Regions from separate parts of the Ovis aries genome. Here region 2 is linked to region 1. The links are chromatin contacts, called in public Hi-C maps. All regions are on one chromosome and are shown on one strand. The core of a region is the stretch at or near the end of the contact, and the rest is flanking DNA. Distances in the headings are between cores, read along the strand shown.

The links. A called contact is a pair of places that touch in the nucleus more often than the background predicts.
Region 2: a Hi-C map of liver shows a contact between it and region 1, with 3 times the contacts expected there. The contact joins the enhancer-like site here to the promoter of PLCB1 in region 1. A contact is called at or near these places in 2 of 16 Hi-C or Micro-C datasets (liver and mixed tissues).

What each region holds. Positions count from the first base shown.
Region 1 is chr13:743,228-750,695 of ARS-UI_Ramb_v3.0, reverse strand. It overlaps PLCB1 (phospholipase C beta 1), which reads right to left and starts at 2,976. Exons shown (of 32, transcript XM_042230393.1): 1 at 2,508-2,976. The coding sequence starts at 2,606.
Region 2 is chr13:810,172-817,646 of ARS-UI_Ramb_v3.0, reverse strand. The region is part of intron 2 of PLCB1 (phospholipase C beta 1); the gene reads right to left. Among named protein-coding and RNA genes, the nearest start is that of PLCB1, 66 kb to the right of the region's middle. Within about 2 kb of position 2,221, at least 2 of the 54 cell types and tissues checked have an H3K27ac peak or open chromatin away from gene starts, as enhancers often do. A contact at or near this core is called in liver, where this site is marked.

The DNA.
Region 1 (7,468 bases), core at 1,727-4,226:
ACCTTCTGAATCAGAAATTGAGGCTGGTTCCCAGAGCCTTCTTAAGTATGCTCAAGTGTGAGAAGTACACTATCAGCTACTGCCAACTTTCAGACGAAACAGGTAGGAAATGTAGCACTCTCAGTCTGTGCAAGACACAGTGAAGATTCAGAGAGGTTAAGTGACTAAGCTAAAGTCACACAGCTGACTGGTAAAAGAATCAGAAGGTACTCATGGACTGAAAAATCTAGTTCTCCATTGTCTTCAACACACAGTCTCATGAATATGCAATATAATTAGCCAGATAATCAAAACTGGTTTGATCCCAGAAGAACAAATATGAACTGGGAAGAGGAGAAGGGTGACATCTAGGGAAAGGAAAAACCATCCTAAGAAAGTCTGGGTTCTCTCACTCCACAGATCACCATGGAGACCAAGAAAGCCAGACAAGGAACTTGAATTGCATTCTAGACAACTTGACTAGACATCATTGCATTCTAGATAACTTGACTCCTGGGTGCAGCCTGGGTTCTCGCCTTTGAAAACTCTGAGATTCCACAGGCCCTCTCCTTAGTCCCCACAGTCCTCCTACAGGGCCGTCCCAGAAACTCACTGTTCAATGCTCAGAGGGAGCCCTTCTTAGCGTCTGCAGGCGGCATTCAACTAGCAGGCTCTCCAACACTCTCCCTGCATCCCTCACTCTCTATATCACTGGTCCTCTCGAAAACATTTTTTTCTCCTTCACCTAGGCTATAAGGTCTGCTAAAAGGTCAGCAGAAGGGTTACTGCTTTCTGTATCACACCAGGCTCTAGTCCAGGGCCTGGCATTAGTAGGTAAGAAAGAAAGAAATGTGACATAAATGCACATAATAAAAATTATCTACCTGGATGTATCAAAATGCGTTTCTAAGGAAGACCGTCACTTCCAGTGACACTCCTATTTTCTTCCAAACAAGACATTGCGGATCATTACTTAAAAAGCAATTTAAAATCATGGCTGTGAATAAATCCAGAGCTTATACTGGAATATCCTTCTCTATCCTGCAAAGTCTCTCTCTCTCTTTTCCTTCTACTCTTCATTCTTTTTCTCACTAAACCCATCATCACATCAGCTCTCTATCTAAGGATCTCCAGAAGGGCAAGACTGTTTTATTTGTTGCTGAACTCCATTGTCTTTGTTTCTCCTTGACACAAATAAAGCCTTTCATCTGTGGCTGAACTTATTGGTTAGATTCTACTATATTCCATTTACAGAAAACATCCAGTCATTAGACTAGGACAGAGGAGAAAGGTGTAAAGTCCATAGTAAAAGGTTGCCTACAGCATTTAATAATTGGTATGAGCTTTCAGGAAAGCTGTGGACTCAGCCTCTAAGTCCTGTTGGCACTTCCAAAATACAGACACAGACCAGCTCTGCTAAGTAACTGGATTCTCTACCTGGAATATTTAAATTGTTTTCAGACACTGGAAAATGTCTTAAGGAGATTAAAGAAAAATACCCTGGAGAATAACAGACTATAATTTACTAGGTGGAAAATCTTTTCAACAAGAAAAGATCCTCCTATAATTTCTCCTGTTTAAGCGATGCCTTAGTCATTTGGACCTAACTACCCTTTGATCCAGCGGCTCAAGGATCTAAGGACTGACACCTTCAATGACACTCAAGACGTAAATCTAGAACTTACTGTTCTCCATCTGAAGATCCCTATGCATACAACAAAATTATTAACTGTTTGAAAGCAATGGGGGGATTCATTTTAAGCCCTAGGGGCCAGGGTCACTGGAGATCCGGGGCTGGGCTTTTGCCAGTCCTGGCAAAAGATGAAGGTAAATCGAAGGAGTGTCTCGTGTTCTGTCTATTTCGAACTGAAGACTGAGCCAGCTCAGTTCTCAGAAACTCGCCTTCCCGTGTAGCCTGCAGGCCCAGCGCGCCCCGCTGACCCCTCAGTGACCCCCTGTGCCCTCCCCCGGTGCGTCCTTCCGAGCCTTCTCGGGGCCCTTCCCTGCGGAGCCCAGAGCTGAAGTTTGGCATCACCAGCCACCTGTCGGCTGGGCTGCCGTGTCCTCTTGCCTCTGCCGCGTGGGCACCTAGAACAGCGCTAAGAGGTGAGCCACCACTCAACAGTTCAGACTCCGGGGCAGCTCCTTCTCCAAAGGGGCCAAAGGAGGTGCCGGTCGGGGGCGGGGTGTGCATCTGCCGGCGGAGAAGGGCGCTACTTGTCCCCATCCCAGCGATTTCCAGCGGGTGCCAGCTTCACCCTCCCCACTTTCCAAACTCTCAGGACCAGTCACCCGGCAACACCGGCCCCTCCTGCGCTTCTGCTCCACTGGCCCCAAGATCCCAGACCCTCAGGGGGCGCCGGTCATACCCAGCCCGGACGCCCAACTGCCGACCCAAGGGCCCAGGAGCGGGCACCCAGCGCCGCCGTCGCGCGCCCCGAGGCCCGGGCGCCCGTTGCGTAACTCGCCCCCGCCCCGCCCCCGCGAGCCGCCCGCCGCCCGCGCCCCCGCCGGCCGCCCCCACTTACATCCTCCCACTTGACGAATTTGGTGCCCTTCTTGAGGCTGTCGGACACGCACACCGGCTTGAGTTGCAGCGCGTGCACTCCAGGCTGTGCCCCGGCCATCAGGGCTCATCGGGGCTCCGGGCGGCCCGGGCGCGCGCGGCAGGGACGGGGCGCGGGGCGCGGGCTCCTGCCCGGCTCCGGGGGCGCTCGCCTCCGCTCCGCGCCGGCCTCGCCGGCCTCCCGGCCTCCGCACCGCCTCCCGCGAGACTCAGCAGCCGGGGCGCGCGGGGGCGAGGCGCCCGACCATGCCCGGGCGGGACGCGGGATGTGGAGCCTCGGAGGAGGGAGGAGAGCCGCCGAGCGGCAGCTCGGGCTGCCAGCCGCCGCCGGGAACGGCTCCTCGGCCCCCGCCGGGTACGGCTCCTCGGCCCCCGCCGCCTCCCGGCGCCGCGCTCAGCACATCCTCCCGACTCGGAGGGAGCGCGCGAGTGACACACGCCCGGCGGCCCCCCACCCCCCCGCCCGGCTCCTTCCCCTGCCGCTTCCCGCCCCCTTTCCCCGCCGCCGCGCTCGCTCCGTCCCTCCTTCCCCCGGCGGCTTCCAGCCCAACTTTGCGCGCTGGGTCAGGCGCCGGGAAGCGGAGATGCAGCGGCACCTCCCGGCGCCCGGGCCCCACTGCAGCCGACGCCTGCGCCGCCGCCCTCTGAGCATGCCCGGTGCCCGGTGGCGCGGTGCCCGCGCTGCCGGGGGTCAGGGGGCCCGGGTTCCCGGGGGCTGGCTGAGGAGCGGGCGCCAGAGCCCTGGATGTCTCTGGGTCCAAATGGGGTGGAAAATGGAACCGTGGGGAGGGAGCGGAGAGGCAACCCACAGGGTTCCTCTCGAGCTGAAGCTCTCCAGCGCTAACCACACACCAGCTCTTTGAAAAGACAATTATTATTTATTAGTAGAGAAGGGAGCAGTTGAGAGGCTTGGAGTGAGAGCTCTTTGGGGAAAGCTCGCTGCGCCTGAGAGTTTGCAGCGCCCTAGTCTTGAAGCCCCGGCATCCGGTTGTTGTGCTTCTGAGAAAGCAAGCCCATTCTACGAGAAACAATGCTTTTATTTCCCAGGATGACAGAAGGCCCCCGAGTGAGTGTGTGTGGAGTGTGTGTGTGGGGTGTGTGTGGGTGTGTGCGTGTGACAGACAGCGGAAGAAAGAAAGGTGTCTTACAGATAGAAACTTGCTCATTTAGGAACACAGGGGTACAGATGCTTTTTGCAGTCATTCAACAAACATGGCTTATTTCTTTTAAAACAAAGAAAGAGATACCCCCTTCAGAACAGATCAGATTTAAAATACCGATGGTTGAGAGGGTGAGGAGGACCTGGAGATTTCATCCATTGCTGCAGAGAATATAAAATGGTAAATCCACTTGGAAAAACAGTTTCTTACGAAGTTAAACATTTACTTATTACAAAACCCAGAAGTTCCACTTCTAGGCATTTGCCCATGATAAATGAAAATGTATCTTCACACAGACTGTTCAGTAATGCTCATAGCTAGCTTTCTTCATCATACCCTAGAACTGGAAATCACAAATGTCAGTCAACAAGTATGTGGATAAACAAAATGTGGTATGTCCAACTATGGAATAGTATTCAGTCATTAAAAAAAAAAAGGAATGGGCATACAACCACACAGACAAATCACACAGACTCTAAGTCTAGCTGGACACAGTAGTCTACATATAGTACAATTCTATTTGAGGGATTCCAGAACAGGCATTCAGGCTGTGTTGACACAAGGAGGCTGCCTGTGGCCAGGAGTGGGCAGAGATTGACAGGGAAGGAAACCAGGGGACCTCTGAGAGTGACAGAAATGTTCCATATCATGTGTGTACACGATACAGAATTGTAGAACTGTACACCTAAAATGAGCATGTTTTATTGTAGGTAAATTATTTCTCAATAAAGTTAATTTTAAAAAACAAGAAACAGAATATGAACAAAGAAGGAGAGAAACAGTCTTTTAAGTGTTTGTTCTTTCTTCCTCTGCCCCTGAGGCTTCCAAGACCCAGTGTTTACAAACTCGGTCAAAATATTACCCAAAATATGGTGGGGAAATTTGCTATTAAATATGTCGGTGCATTCAAAAACTATGTATTGATTAGCAGCTGTATGCTAGATGCTATGATAATCACCAAGGATAATCTGGTGAATGAGCTTCCTAACTCCTGCTCTCTTTTGGGTGTTTTGGCTGATCCTTGGAAGCCAATTGATGAAAGTGAAAGAGGAGAGTGGAAAAGTTGGCTTAAAGCTCAACATTCAGAAAATGAAGATCATGGCATCTGGTCCCATCACTTCATAGCAAATAGATGGGGAAACAGTGGAAACAGTGTCAGACTTTATTTTCCTGGGCTCCAAAATCACTGCAAATGGTGACTGCAGCCATGAAATTAAAAGACGCTTACTCCTTGGAAGGAAAGTTATGACCAACCTAGACAGCATATTCAAAAGCAGAGACATTACTTTGCCAACAAAGGTCCATCTAGTCAAGGCTATGGTTTTTCCAGTGGTCATGTATGGATGTGAGAGTTGGACTGTGAAGAAAACAGCGCCGAAGAATTGATGCTTTTGAACTGTGGTGTTGGAGAAGACTCTTGAGAGTCCCTTGGACTGCAAGGAGATCCAACCAGTCCATTCTAAAGGAGATCAGTCCTGGGTGTTCATTGGAAGGACTGATGCTGAAGCTGAAACTCCAGTACTTTGGCCACCTCATGTGAAGAGTTTAGTCATTGGAAAAGACTCTGATGCTGGGAGGGATTGGGGGCAGGAGGAGAAGGGGACACCAGAGGATGAGATGGCTGGATGGCATCACCGACTCGATGCACATGAGTCTGAGTGAACTCCAGGAGTTGGTAGTGGACAGGGAGGCCTGGCGTGCTGTGATTCATAGGGTCGGGAAGAGTCCCACACGACTGAGTTACTGAACTGAACTGAACTGGAAGCCACTTGCTACAAAGAATCTCTTTAAAGACTGATTTGTTTCATTTTGATCATATGTCCCTAAACTGAAACCTGAGTATATTGTCCAAACACCCTCTATCAGTGGCCTTGGCTTGCTACATGCAGAAAGCCGCATCACATTCTCACATTGCTCGTCTCTGCTCTAGAAAACAGCAGCACAACTCCACTGGCAGCATTCCTGCCCTTCTCAATTGTGCTTATAATTCGTCCTACCAGGCTTGTTCTTCTCTCTTTTCTGTCTGTTATTCCTCCACTGACTGCCACAATCTCAGTTATCTACTGAAAAGATTAGTGGTCTATTAGGCTTTACACCAGAGTGTCATAGGAAGGTAAGACAGATCAGAAATATACCGTCTAGAAGAGGGGTTTGGAGGATTAGAAATAGACTCTAGGGTAAGTGAGAAGATAGACTCAGCCTCTTCGTGTGGCCGATTGCATCATCTCTCTGTATTCCCTGTCCCTCTCTGTATCCACACATTTTGTCATGTGACCTTATAGTGACCTGGGTATTCACGCCACTGATATCAGCCAATGAAAGAAACATGACCTAAGAAAAGGTTTGAAATATACTCATGAGGATAGGCTGAAGTATACTTGCCCTCTTGGATTTCTGATTATTGCCATGAGATAAATGTGTCTCAAGGAGCCGTATGGGGCAGATGTAGGCCCGATCTACAGCCTGGAGGCAAATCCAGCAGAACCCAGCCACAGCAGACTTGTGAGCATGACAGTATATGCTCGTTGTCGAGTCTACCGAGCTGGCCAGGGACTATGGGATCATTCGTTATGCACCGTTACCGTGGAAGTAGCTGGTTGAGTCATCCGGCTAGTATTCCTGATCTTTCCCAGCTATTGCTTGTGGCTGTGAATGTCAGGAGAGTAAAGCTGTAGAATTCTGAACAGTGTTTGGCTTCAAGACAGACATGGACTGTGGGAGCTTCTTCTGCCAACAGAAGGATGTAGTTTGATCCAGGAGAGCTGTGGGATAACCTTCTTCAACATGTAAGATGAGGCTTGAGGCAACTTGTTTCGACTCCCTCATTTTCCACACCTCTGCTTAAGATACAAGACAGAAGTAGTTCTAAAGGTGGGGATTTTTGCCATGCAAAAGATTCAGCAAGAACATCCAAAATTGTGTGAGCCAGGCCTGTGATCCATCAAGTTCAGTGCTCTGTTCTGTTTCTAAAACAAGAGAAAGGTCTGTTTTATGTGACAGCACAGAATTGCCCTCCGGAATGCTCGCCTTGGGGAGTTGGCAAAGCTAACCATTATTGAGTATTCTCCATATGCCAGGGCACTGGGCTGAGAACTTCCCAGATATTCAACAGCATAACACTTACTGTGCAACAGCAGCATGCCACCCTCTTTTCCTTGGTAAGCAAACCATGATTTGGTCAGGTAGCAACGTGTTCAGGGGAGGGGGCTCTTCCTCTTCCCAGGAAATGAACTCTGATAGGTCTGTTGGTCTAAACCAATTATAGAATCACATTTCTCCTTCTCTATGGTTGGTTTAGAAGGCCATTAGGAGACCCTGGTATGCCCAGTGGATTAAGGGAGATAGAGTGTGTTCCTCTCCCTGACTCTGTCTGTCTCCATCACCCTGTAAAGAGGACAGCCAACTAGAAACAGGCAAAAGCCTGATCAGTCCTTCATGAGACTGTTAACCCTTTCAACATCTCTAGAATTCCTGGTAAATGAGGCACTAAGTGTCTTTACTGCTTAAGCCTGGGGCCGTTTTATTGTTATAAAATTGAGACTTGGAGAAGTGAAGTGACCTGCTTAAGGTTACCCAACTTGGAACCAGGTTTGAGACCTATGATATCTGACTTGAGAACTTAACTCTTAACCACCATGCTAGGTACCTCTAGAACTAACAACTCAGATCTGAGTAGTTTTCCCCTATTGAACTGCAGTGTAATGTAAATAATCCCAATTCTTCTAGAAAACTAGTAGGTATCCCAGTCTCTCAGCAGTTCCTC
Region 2 (7,475 bases), core at 972-3,471, 68 kb before region 1:
CATACACATTCATCCCCAGTTCCCGTGGTATTTGGCTACACTCAGTAGCTACCTGCTTCTTTATAGCTATATCATTTTATTTACACTGTTTCTTAGGAAGTTTTCTTCCCCTTTGTCCATGTCCAATTCCTCCCAAGTCTTCTCTGTTTGTCTCTAAGACACTCTCTTCATCCCCTGAACCCTTAGTTACTGCACTGGTGCTAGGCAGGTGGCATTTCCACCCGTCCATGATATGAGTTCTGCTTTCATACTTGCCTTGAGACTGATGCATGTCATATCTCCATAGCCCACCTGATCATCCAGGTGATGCTACACTTGTTTTCTGAAAACTCCAAATGCCAACTAAGAGGCTTTCATGTTAATTACTCTAGAGATACAGCTGATGGTGAGCCCTCCTCCTGTACCTCTAACCCATCCTCACAGGTGGGTAATCCTCCTGGCTGTGCTGTGCTTAGTTGCTCAGTCATGTCCAACTCTCTGTGACCCACCGGGCTCCTCTGTCCATGGGGATTCTCCAGGCAAGAATACTGGAGTGGGTGACCATGCCCTCCTCCAGAGGATCTTCCCGACCCAGGGATCAAACCAGTCCTCCCGGCTACACCTGCCCTTTATGGGATGCTTCATTGTTCATCTTAACCCCACCACTTAGCATCTACACTTCAGTCTTTTTTTTTTTTTAATTACTCTCTAAGGCAAAAGACCTCCACTTGGCATAATACCATTTTTGAAAAACAGACTTTAAAAAATGAACATGAGAGAGTCAGTAGAAACAGATGATTCTAATGGGTAGGCATCTCCCTAAAGTCATCAGGTAGAAGGATTTAACCTTTATTACTACTAAAATAGTGCTACATTAGAAAGTCTAAATACATTTGTGACATTTTAAAAAAATCTGATTTCCTAAAAGTTAGTTTGTATTACTTAATATTGCTACACTGACTCTCCCACAGGTTGTACTGTTAAGTTAGGAATGTTCTTTATTTTAGATAGATTTTGCCAACTTTTTATTGTATCTTAATTGTATTTGCACTAAATTCCATACTTAAAATTAGAAATCCAATATGGTGATCAAATTCCAGGACACCAGCAATGAAGTTCACCTGAAAATTCAGCTTCAAAGAGGTACAACAGTTATGGCTGGATATTAAGGTCAAAGTCAACCTTCCTTGATCTTTAATTCAAACCTGCTTTACAAATGCAGTGTAAAAACTGTGCTTGACTACGTGCCAATAATCATTTCCTTGGAAAATCATTGGGAAAAAAGAGAAAACTTCTAGGTGACTAAGAGAAGCAAAGGAGTTATTGAATAAGTGACTCTCATCTAATCAGCTTTTGGGCCATTTAGCAAGTTTATAACTGAAATTTAGCCTAGTATGTGACCATTAAATAATTAAGTTCACTTTATTTCACAGTGATATAGCATAACAATTTGCCCCAGTGCAACTAATGTCAGAATTGAAGCCATTCACTTGCATTTTCTTGTTTCTCTATATATCATATAATTTATTTTAAAAACACAATTGGATATGTATCATTAAATTTTCTGATTTTGAAAATTATACACTCTAGTAATTTTAAAATATATATATACATATATGTGTGTGTATATATATATATGTATATAAATGGAATAATTTAGAGGTCAAGAGGTATTATGTCTTCACCTTACCTCCAAATGGTTCAGAGAAGAAAAATATATGGATTGGTAACTTGGTAGATAGAATGATGAAACCAGTGGGAAAAATTCTAAAACATCATTGAATATGTATGAAGGATATGGAACTGTTCCTTGTTTTAGTCTTGCAAATTTGCTGTAAATTTGAAATATATCAGAATTAAAAGTTACCCAAAAAGATATTCAGCTGGAAAGATATTCCTTCAAAAGATATTCAGTTCAAAAATTCTTATGTGTGTATATACTCTGATCTAATGAGTTTGCTATATTATACCTTAGATTTATTTCAGACTCTCTGAGCTTCTGTTTCATCCAATGATCAGCTTTTCCCTGCCAAATTATTATAGTCATCAACTTGATTTGCTGACTATGTACTGGCCGGCTACAAATAAGCAATCAACCACCTAGGTCTACCAGACCTAGGTCACTCACTTGGGAAAGAACATTAAATATTTGAAACTGTGGAATGACCTTCAGTGAACTGCACCTTAACAAAACCTGGGTATTTAAAGAACTACATGAACATCTCCAGGTCTCTGGTTACTTATTAAATGGTTGTGTGGTGACCCTGGAGAGTTAATGCTCACCCTTAAATATCCAACTTCTACCAGCCAGGGACTCAGGAATTGAGAACAGAAAGCCATTGGAGTTTCTGGACTTACCAGGCTGTTTGTAGGTAAGCCAGTGTCCAGCTTGGTTTGCCTATAAACATAGCGGCCAGCCAGCCCAGAGGCCTTACTGTCAAGATGATTGTCTGAAACCTTCACTTTGCTGCGCCTTCATAAACACAGAGCTATATGTGGATATTGAGCTCACTGAGCACAGAATTTGTACATGACAGGGAGACCCAGGGTGTTTCAAACTTCAAAATTATAATATTAGTAATCAGGAACAATTAGTTCAAAAAGAAAGTGTAAAAGTGAACAATTTTATAGAATCAAGCAAAAACTGCTAACTTTTAAACAGTAAATGCAAAAGAAATATTAAGAAATGACTTATCTGAGAATTTCAAGTAATGTGTACACTCTGACCTATTTAATAATTAACTAGGTTTTACAAAAAGGGGATTAGGAATACGTGTTACAAACAAAATGGGGAATGCAGACCACACTTCAAGAATACAGAGGTACTAGTGTCAGCTGCCATTCAGAATTTAGTTTTTTAAAAACTAACCTACATAAGTACTCTGACTTTACTGCTTGGTATGGGGTCTATATTTTTCATATGTTTATATATCCATATACAGGGAAAAGAAGATCAGTGAAGCCACTTCTTCATATTAATTCAGGACATGTTACTTGGTTTTCACATCATGACCCTTTCTTAAATATTTGATAAAATTTATATTTTCTATTCCACACCTGTACAATTCTTTTCCTAATAAAACATTCCATGAAAGCATAGTACACAGTTATGTATTAAGGCTAATGAGTTATGAAAGAGGAGAATGACAAATACCAAAGAGGTATGAAGTTGTCACTTCTTGAATCCTTCTCATTAAAAAAAACATAAGTTTATTGAATGAATTTCACCATGAATAATATGACTGAAGAAAATCTGAGTGAAAATTAATGACATTATTATATCCATGTTTCATAAGAAGACACAGATGAAAATGTATTGCAATTCTGACAAATTTCATAACTTAATAGAAAATTCTAGTACTTTCAACCACAAGTTCATTGTGTTTCCTATGACTGGATAAAAGTATACCTGCCAATACTTCTGGTATAGAAGGAAGAGACACTTTCTATGTGTAATGTCTTTCCTTCCATATAAAATGCAAATGAAAGTGTCTTTTGCCTACAAAGAAAATTAAAATTCTTCCTAATACTAGTAATAGGAAACTTAAATCATGCTCATTTAGGTAACCTTATTTTTAAATATTACAACCACTCACCTCTTGGGACACATCTCATTTTAATTTCTAAATCATTTGATGTGCAGAGTTTTTCTCTGAAACACTTAAAAATATTTTAATTACCAATCAAATCACAATCACACTAGTCATATACTAACTGTAACAGCTAACCATATAATACTTTAAGAATTATGAGTTCACCTTCTGAGAATCCATTTCCTGGGAATCAATATCCAATGCTTAGGTGTTAATGTTTGACTATTTATCTCATTTTCTGAGACACTAACATAACTGGCTGAGACTAGTTTGAAAAGTGAAAAACATCATATTATCAATCAATTCTATCTCTGAATTGGTCTGGGATTACAAATGTGAATGAAAATGAATGATTCCCAGGAAGTTTCCACAAGAACTGTGAAACTAGTTTGTCATTTGGTGGCTATTCTTATCAGAGAATTAGCATGTAATAATGCCATAAATCTATCGTATAAAAACCTAAATGACATTCTTTTAGTTTTCAATTTAATTTTCACAGGAAAATGAATCTCTTCTCCTAATGAGATTAAACATATAGCATGAAAGGCATGTACACACAACAGAGTCCAGGTCTTTTATAACTGTTTTCTTTTTATGGAAAGCAATAACTATAACTGTGTTAGGCTGCATTATTGTTTCCTGTACTTCACCCCTCCCCGTTTATTTCCTTTGCAGTTCCTCTCACTGGACCCTCTAGGTTACATCTGTCATGTAATGTGCTTTGGCCAAAGGAATGTTCGTGGACATGACATAAGGAGAGACTGCAAATGTACTTGTTTGGTGGGTTGTGCTTTCACTCTGAGAAGAGCCTTCTTTAGATGTCTGTGGGCTTGGCTCCGGAGCTTGGGCTCCACAGTGAAAACATGCAGGAAAGACCAGAGCCTAACCCACAGCCAGGATGGGAGTGGATTTGAAGTCAAGGTTCGCTGTGAGTGCATGTGAACATTGCTCAGTCGGGTCCGACTCTTTACGACCCCATGGACTATACAGTCCACAGAATTCTCCAGGCCAGAATACTGGAGTGGGTAGCCTTTCCCTTCTCCAGGGGATCTTCTCAGCCCAGGGATTGAACCCAGGTCTCCCACATTGCAGGTGGATTCTTTACCAGCTGAGCTACAAGGGAAGCCCAAGAAGACTGAGTGGGTAGCCTATCCCTTCTACAGCAGATCATCCCGACCCAGGAATAGAACCAGGGTCTCCTGCATTGTAGGTGGACTCTTTACCAGCTCAGCTATCAGGAAAGCCCTGGGAGTGGACTTGAAGTAAGGCCTAGCTGAGTCAAGCCTAAATCAGCTAAACTCCAGCAACCAACAGATGAGAGCTAGAAACATTGATTGTAGTTGTCTGCAACAAAGAATCTGTGGTTGCTTGTTACATAAATACCTTATTAATACAGTAATCAATTATTCAATGCTTTATCTTGTCCATATATTTATACACAGGCACAGTACCACGATCACTATAAAATGTGTAACAGTACTATACATTTACTGATTTAATTACCTACTTTTGATATTTTCTGTATTTCTACATATGGATTAGGCACTGTCAGCTCTAGCACTGGGATCTTTCCCATGACACAGAAAAATTATCATTCACAACAACATGACAGGTAGAAAATCTGCCACAACTCTGCCTCATTCATCATTGCAGACTTTGCCTTTATTACAGACATAAGTGCTGAGGAATTGTCAAAAAGGAGCTGATCAGCTATAGAATTCTAGGAAGAAGAGAGATATACCTGTCAATAACCTACAAACCCCATTACTGGGCATATACCTTAAGAAAACCATAATTCAAAATGGCATATGCACCCCAATGCTCACTGCAGCACTATTTACAATAACCAGGATATGGGAAAAACCTAAAAGTCCAACAGAGGAATGTATAAAGAATATGCAGTACCTATATGCAATGGAATATCATTCAGCCATAAAAAATAACAAAATGAGATCATTATTAAACCTACAGTCTATTATAGAGAGTGAAGTAGTCAGAAAGAGAAAAACAAATACCAAATGTTAACACATATATGTGGAAACTAGGAAAATGGTACAGATGAATTTATTTCCACGGTGGGAATAAAGACACAGGTGGAAAGACCAGATATGTGGGCACAGGGGAGGGAAAGGGGATGGTGAAACAAATTGGGAGATTAGGATGGACATATATACATTAAAGTGCTGCACTCAAGCCAGCAAGTTTGGAAAACTCAGCAGTGGCTACAGGACTGAAAAATGTCTTTTCATTCCAATTCCAAAGAAAGGCAATGCCAAAGAATGTTCAAACTATTGCAAAAGTGCACTCATTCCCCATGCTAGCAAAGTAATACTCAAAATTCTCCAAGCTAGGCTTCAACAGTACATGAACCAAGAACTAAAACTTCCAGATGTTCAAGCTGGATTTAGAAAAAGCAGAGGAACCAGAGATCAAATTGACAACTTCCATTTAATCATAGAAAAAGCAAGAGAGGTTCAGAAAAACATCTATTTCTGCTTCATTGACTACACTAAAGCCTTGGACTGTGTGGATCACAGCAAACTGTGGGAAATTCTCAAAGAGATGGAAATACCAGACCACCTTATCAGCCTCCTGAGAAACCTGTATGCAGGTCAAGAAGCAACAGTTAGAACAAGACTATGGAACAATAGACTGGTTCCAATTTAGGAAAAGAATACACCAAGGCTGTATATTGTCACCCTGCTTATTTAACTTATATGCAAATAACATCATGTGAAATACCAGGCTGGATGACTTACAAGCTGGAATCAAGATTGCTGGGAGAAATATCAATAACCTCAGATACACAGATGACTCTAGCCTTGTGGCAGAAAGCGAAGAGAAACTAAAGAGCCTCTTAAAACTCAACATTCAAAATCCAAGATCATGGCATCTGCTCCCATCACTTCATGGCAAATAGATGGGGAAACAGTGGAAATTGTGACAGACTTTATTTTTTTGAGCTCCAAAATTACTCCAGATGATGACTGCAGCCATGAAATTAAAAGACACTTGCTCCTTGGAAGAAAATCTATGACCAACCTAGACAGCATGTTAAAAAGAAGATGCATTACTTTGCTAACAAAGGTCTGTATAGTCAAAGCAATGGTTTTTCCAGCAGTCATGTATGCATGTGACAGTTTGACCATAAAGAAGGCTGAGAGCCCAAGAATTGATGCTTTTAAACTGTGGTGATGGAGAAGGCTTTTAAGAGTTCCTTGGACTGCAAGGAGATTAAACCTGTCAATCCTAATGGAAATCAGTCCTGAATTTTCATTGGAAGGACTGATGTTGAGGCTGAAGATCCAGTACTTTGTTCACCTGATGCTAAGAGCTGACTCATTGAGAAGACCCTGATGCTGGGAAAGATTAAAGGCAGGAGAAGAAGGGGACGCCAGTGGCTGAGATGGTTGAATGGCATCACTGACTTGATGGGCATGAGTTTGAGCAAGCTCTGGGAGAAGGTGAAACACAGTGAAACCTGGTGTGCTGCAGTTCATGGGGTTGCAAAGAGTTGGACAGGGTAAAGCAACTGAACAAAAACAAACATACATTACCATGTGTAAAATGGACAGCTGGTTGGAAGCTGCTGTATAAAACAGAGAGCCAGCTCAGTATTCTGTGATGATCTAGATGGTGGGATGGGAAGGTGGGAGGGTGAGTCAGGAGGAAGGGGATATATGTACATAGCTGATTCACTTTATTATACAGTAGAAACTAACACAACATTGTAAAACAATTGTATTCCAAATAAATAAAAGACATGGAGTGGCAAGCCCTATCCATTCAGTTTTATTCACTTAAGCAGTGTTTTGGGTAATGAAACATTCATAAATACTCCTTTAAAATTAGCGAGATGACAAAAGTCTAGCTTACCAAAATGTGAATCAAATTACTGAAAGT